2 separate regions of the Triticum aestivum genome follow, and region 1 is linked to region 2. Evidence: chromatin contacts called from public Hi-C data. All regions are on one chromosome and are shown on one strand. Each heading gives the region's core, a stretch centred on a gene start, on an enhancer-like site or on the middle of the called end of the contact. The rest is flanking DNA. Distances are from core to core; before and after follow the strand shown.

Evidence for each region. Hi-C and Micro-C count contacts between places; a contact is called where the count stands out from the background.
Region 1: a Hi-C map of leaf shows a contact between it and region 2, with 4 times the contacts expected there. The contact joins the promoter of LOC123137180 here to the promoter of LOC123137124 in region 2. A contact is called at or near these places in 2 of 5 Hi-C or Micro-C datasets (both in leaf).

The regions. Positions count from the first base shown.
Region 1 is chr1B:543,358,990-543,361,689 of IWGSC CS RefSeq v2.1, reverse strand. It overlaps LOC123137180 (NADH dehydrogenase [ubiquinone] 1 alpha subcomplex subunit 1), which reads right to left and starts at 1,390. Exons shown (of 3, transcript XM_044556812.1): 1 at 1,104-1,390; 2 at 921-1,004. The coding sequence starts at 1,220. The coding sequence ends at 921.
Region 2 is chr1B:543,192,564-543,195,263 of IWGSC CS RefSeq v2.1, reverse strand. LOC123137124 (serotonin N-acetyltransferase 1, chloroplastic) reads right to left here and starts at 1,342. Exons shown (of 8, transcript XR_006467767.1): 1 at 1,093-1,342; 2 at 928-1,013; 3 at 178-241.

The sequences.
Region 1 (2,700 bases), core at 141-2,640, 170 kb before region 2:
TTAAGAATATTGCTCAAACAAGGCGATGTGAAGTGGTAAGCAGTTTAAACAAAGATCTATCATCAATGCTACTGTTATTCATTAAGTGATCAGATGCATGGGAATGGCAATACTATTGAGGGAAACAAGAATGGATGGGGCATTAACAAGATCATGAAAGGAAAAATAGGGAACAATGTGACATTAAGGCCACGTAGAAGTCTGCTAGAGGTGTAAACAAATCATGGTTTCCATTCTTCGGCCAGCCAATAGGGATTCACGTGAGACTGGAGAGAGGTCTACTTAGATAAATGCAATTGCTTAGATCAACATTCTTCAAAAAATTATATAAATCAAGTTGGGAAACAGAAGCAGTCAGTTTAATTCTCTACTGTGACGACTGGAGAACACGGCCAGAGGAAGCTCTGCCAAGCCCGAAGTACCACTTCTCCCACCTCAAAGACCCAATCAGATGACATTTACCTCATTGCAAAGGAGCTCACTGTGCTATACTATTTTCTAAACTAGCCTTACATTCAAATGACGCAAAACCCGAGCTGTACCATCAGTTCGACAGGGCAAATGGGGCTACCATACAGTACCAACCAAATCAGAAATTCAGTACAAGTCTAGCACATTGCAATCCAATTCTGTCAAGCATAACAGCAGCGCAGCAGCATCAGAAAAGTCTCCAGTGATCTGCAACGCACTAACAATCAACATGACAATCCAGCTACGGATAAATGCGCAAATTCACACCAGACACTCCCAATTTTTAACACCCCCCCCCCCCCCCAAAAAACCTCTATCCAACAATAAAAGGGAACTATTCAAACTTAACACCAGACCAAACCCTAGAATTTCGTCTCAGAGCCAAGCACCCAGAAACCCAAGAGGGGCCGCCGGCAGAAGATGCAGGAGGCATGGGATCAGATCCGCACCTAGTTGGCGGCGGGCTTGTCGACGAGCTTCTTGTCACGGCGCTCCATGGCGACGTCCCACATGTCGTTCCCGATGTGCTTCGGCTGCATCCAACGAACCACACGCCCGCGTCAGAACGAGAAGAGAGAGAGACTCGGATCGGGATTCGGGGGAGAGAGAGAAATGGGGAAAGGGAGCGGTACCCTGCCGTGCGCGGCCCTGTGGATGTAGTACTGGCCGTTGCCCATGATGCAGAGGAAGCCGCCGATGATGCCCAGCGGCAGCATGGCCTCCAGCCAGTGGAACCGGAACCTCGCCATCGGGGGCCGTACGGGGAGACGACGGACGGATCGGGGACGGCGACGAGGAGCAGATTCGCGAGCTATCTAGCGGTTGCGGGTGGGGAACTGAGGTCGCGACGGCGAACGGGCGGCTCTGGACTTGGTCTGTGAGTGGAGAACGTTGGGCCAGTTGCGTGGGCCGGGCTTTCCGGCTTCGGCGAACCAGAAATTGGATCCTTGACCGAGTTTTTTTTTTTACGAAAACGGGTAAGGGTTTCTTTTTTGCGAATGAAAATGGGTCAGGGTTTTCTTCAGTTGAAAATGGGTCAGGGTTTCCTTCAGTTGGAAATGGGTTGGGGCTAATGGCGTCATAGAGGGAAATATGAATGTGTTTTCCGCTAAAAAAATCTAAATATTTTAATAATTTCACACTAAAAGCTATGAAAATAATCATACAAGAGGATCTAAATGCCCTTATATTAGTTTACGGAGGAAATACAATTTTATGCAAAATGTTGTTGGCCACTCCGTAGAATGTCAACTGGAGTTGGGCAGTGCGGTGGTCGTGCTCATCAGCTCATGGAATCCCGGAAGGGTTGCAAGTTGGAACTTGGAACCACTCCACTACTCCAGCGTTCTTTTACACTAAACAGGATCATGGAAAAGGAGGAGGGGTGATACTGTGGGTGACAAGGGCTCCTGGATCCGTGCCGAAAGCCCCCAAAATATTGCTGCTTTGCACGAAGCAAGAGCGAGCATGGAAAGCTAGACCGGGCGGGGACGTGCGAGACGGATGGAGATGGCGCTTTTGTCTCGGGCCGGGAGCCCTTTCCCCACCGCCACCGGGCTGTGACAACAAGGTGCGTGGGCGTATCTTCCGTATGCCCTCGCGGGATCCTGTAGTAGTAGTTTCTTTTTCTGCTTATTTTCTTTTCCCATCGTAGTAGTACGAGGCTGACCGCCCACACCACAATTTACACATCAGAGTGTTTGTCCCTCCCTGAAAGGATAGCGTACTACTACTGCTCCAACACGTAAACTATTTTGTCAATGTCTCCTCTCGGGGGCTGCAAAGCTGCGCCGTTTCCAACGATGCAACGCGCCGACGCCATACTCACTCTCCAGCTTTGCTGTACTCCTCAACACGTAAACTGTCTCGTCGATGTTTCTATAAAACGTAGGTCTGGGAAACTGCTCGACACGTTAAACAGGGTGTGGCTACCTCATTATATAAAGGTATCAAGGGTACAATACAATGTTAAAATACGTGTACAGAGGCTACGTATATACAGTCTAACACCCTCCCTCAATCTTAACTATGGCCTGAAGTACAAAGCAAGTTAAGATTGCGCCTACAGCCTACAAACTGTGGTTGTGGAAGAGGCTTTGTGAAGATGTCAGCAAGTTGATCCTTCGACGAGATGAACTTGATACAAAGTAGTTTCTGTGCAACACGTTCCCGAACAAAATGATAGTCAACCTCAATGTGCTTTGTCCAAACATGAAACACCGGATTAGA
Region 2 (2,700 bases), core at 93-2,592:
AGATAATGTGGGACACCCACACGTGTTTAATGGTTTAACCTTTTTCATCAAGGTGGGAAGCTCTGGAAATGGTGTATTTGTTTGTTTTTACAGTAGTACATAGATGTGATAGTATGTAGATATTTTTTGAAGATAAACATAACACAAATTTTTTAAAGGGTACATAATGTACTTTACCCAGATTTGAGAGAGTCCCATAGACCGGCTTTCAAGGACCAAGCTGTTGCAGACCGTCTGTTCGCTGCAATCAAAACATCATTAGATCATTAGTGCTTGTCAAGTACTTATTAGTTCAGCAAATAAACATTTATGCTTCATGAACAGGTCAATAAGGGTGACAGAACACATGACGAACAATGGCCTAACAGCAACTAGAAGATGACAAAATAACAAAGGCCTGCAAGTTCATTGGACATTAAAACATTTTAAGAGACAGTACAATCAGTGGCCCCCTAGCAAGTAGGATGATAATTTTTAAGCGCTAATCTACGGTGCCACTTTACCCACAAAATGTGCAAATAGCGTGGCTGGCATTTGGGGATGGGTACAGCAACGTGCGACATAGATCGATGGCGTCTTCCAAACATTAACAAGAATTTATTTTTTTAAGGAAAGCATTAACAAGAAAGAGGAAAGTGAAGTATCGGCAATATAGCATTGTTAGAAGCTATTTGTGGTGCCGTTTCCACATTCAGTTTGTCTAATCCACATTAACCACCACACCAGTTCGATATGAGTTATGGGCCAACAAAGAAAGGGCCATTCCTGATCTATCTCAGCATATTGCCGGCTTGACCCAGGTCCTTGTTAGCCTAACATTGGACTCATCTTTACACTTAAGTTTGCTTAGAGTGAATCGAGCCCCACGATCCTGCCTGAGAGTGCCCGCTGCAATGTAACTATGTGGAAGGGAAACAGTGTATGTACCTTGGTTCCGGCTATGGAAGAACCTCGGCGCCGGCACCGTGCCCCGCGCCTCCGACCGGCATGCCGTCGGGATGCAGACGCCGCATCTGCGAAGAAAAGGAGGAAAATCAGCAAGAAACAGGTAGAGAGGGGAGCTTGATTTGATTTGAGGTTGGGGCTACTTACATGGAGGACGGAGGAGTGACGGCGAAGGCGGCCACCATCTTCGCGGCCTGCTGATTCCGGCGGCAGCTCGCGCGCTTCCGGGGAACAGGGGCGGGGTGGTGGGGAGAGGGGAAGGGGGCTCACGCGCGCGGTATGCGGCTGCGTCGCTCGCGGCCAGTCGTCGCGTCGGGGCGGTGGATAAGGTCAGGTCAGGTCAGGCCAGGCGAGAGTGGGGGAGAACGGCAGCGAAGAGCGCCGCTTTCCGAGCCGTGTTTTGCCGAGCAAGTCCAGCGCCTGGCTGGTGTGAGCCCATTTGAGGTTTTTTTTTAGTATGTTCTGTTTTTTTCACGGCACAAAAAAACAAAAAATGTTAAGTTGTAAAAAGTTGCGACAAGTATTATGGAACGAAGGGAGTAAAAAAAATCTTGCAAATTCCCCAAAGTACACTAACAAAAAGGTCTGCGATTTTGAAAAAAATAGTGATCGTGAATTAAAAAAAAATCATATTTTCCCCCAAAGTTCACGAAATCACGAAAATGTTTGTAAGATTCAGAAAAACTTCAAAAAAAATTCATGGATAAAAAATATGTTCGTGAACTTTGAAAAAGCCTATGAATTCAAAAACAAACAACTTTTGAAAATGTGAACAGATTTTTGGAAAATATGAATAATTATTAAAATTTAACATTCTCTTGGAACTATGACAACTATTGAAATTTCAAACATATTTTTAAATGCGGTCATTTTTGAAATTTCAAGAATTTTACTAAAAGCGCGAACAAAAAATTGGAAAACATGAGCGCTTTTCAAATTTTCGAACAATTTTTTCAAATTTGTGAACTTTTGAAAAAAAGAAAATGAGAAGCAAAAAATAATAAATAATATTCCCTTTAATCCATCCATATTAACTGTCACTAATTTAGTACAACTCTGTACTAAATAAGAGACAATTAGTAACGGTCAAAGGGAGTATAAAACTGAAAAACCCAAAATAGAAAATAAAACCCAACCCAAAAGCTTCCAAAACCGGCAGGGAAGCTTTTGAAACCTTCCCAAAATAGGCTGGCTTGCTAGCCCGTGCAGCGTGATTAATGGGACAGACCGCTATGAGCGTGCGTAGGTAATCATATGCTTTGCTAGCGATACACAACATTTGTGCACACACAAACGTGTTTCTGGTATGACGCTTGGGAGCTCCTATTCCCTAATCCGTGCAGGGGTAGCGGGCAAACGCGCACCCCCCCACCAAACCCCACGCGCGGGCGGGAGAGACCCTATTTTCCCTTTCGTTTCTATAAATGTTTAGAATTTGAAAAAATGTTCGTGAATTCAGAAATATTCGTAAAACTAAAAATAAATCTTGGATTACAAAAAATGTTTAATTTGAAAAAATGTTTTTTATGGAGTTTACAAAAATTGTAAGATTTCCAAAAATGTTTACAATTTGATAAAATTTCAAATCTCAAAAAATATTCACCAATTTGAAAATTTTCCCTCGATGTAAAAAATCTTCATGAATTTAAAAATGTAAATGTATCTCCAAAAATGTTTCAAATTCTAAAAAACATGAATTTGAAATTTGTTCATGAATTTAGGACAATTCTTGAATATAAAAATGCTCTCAACAAT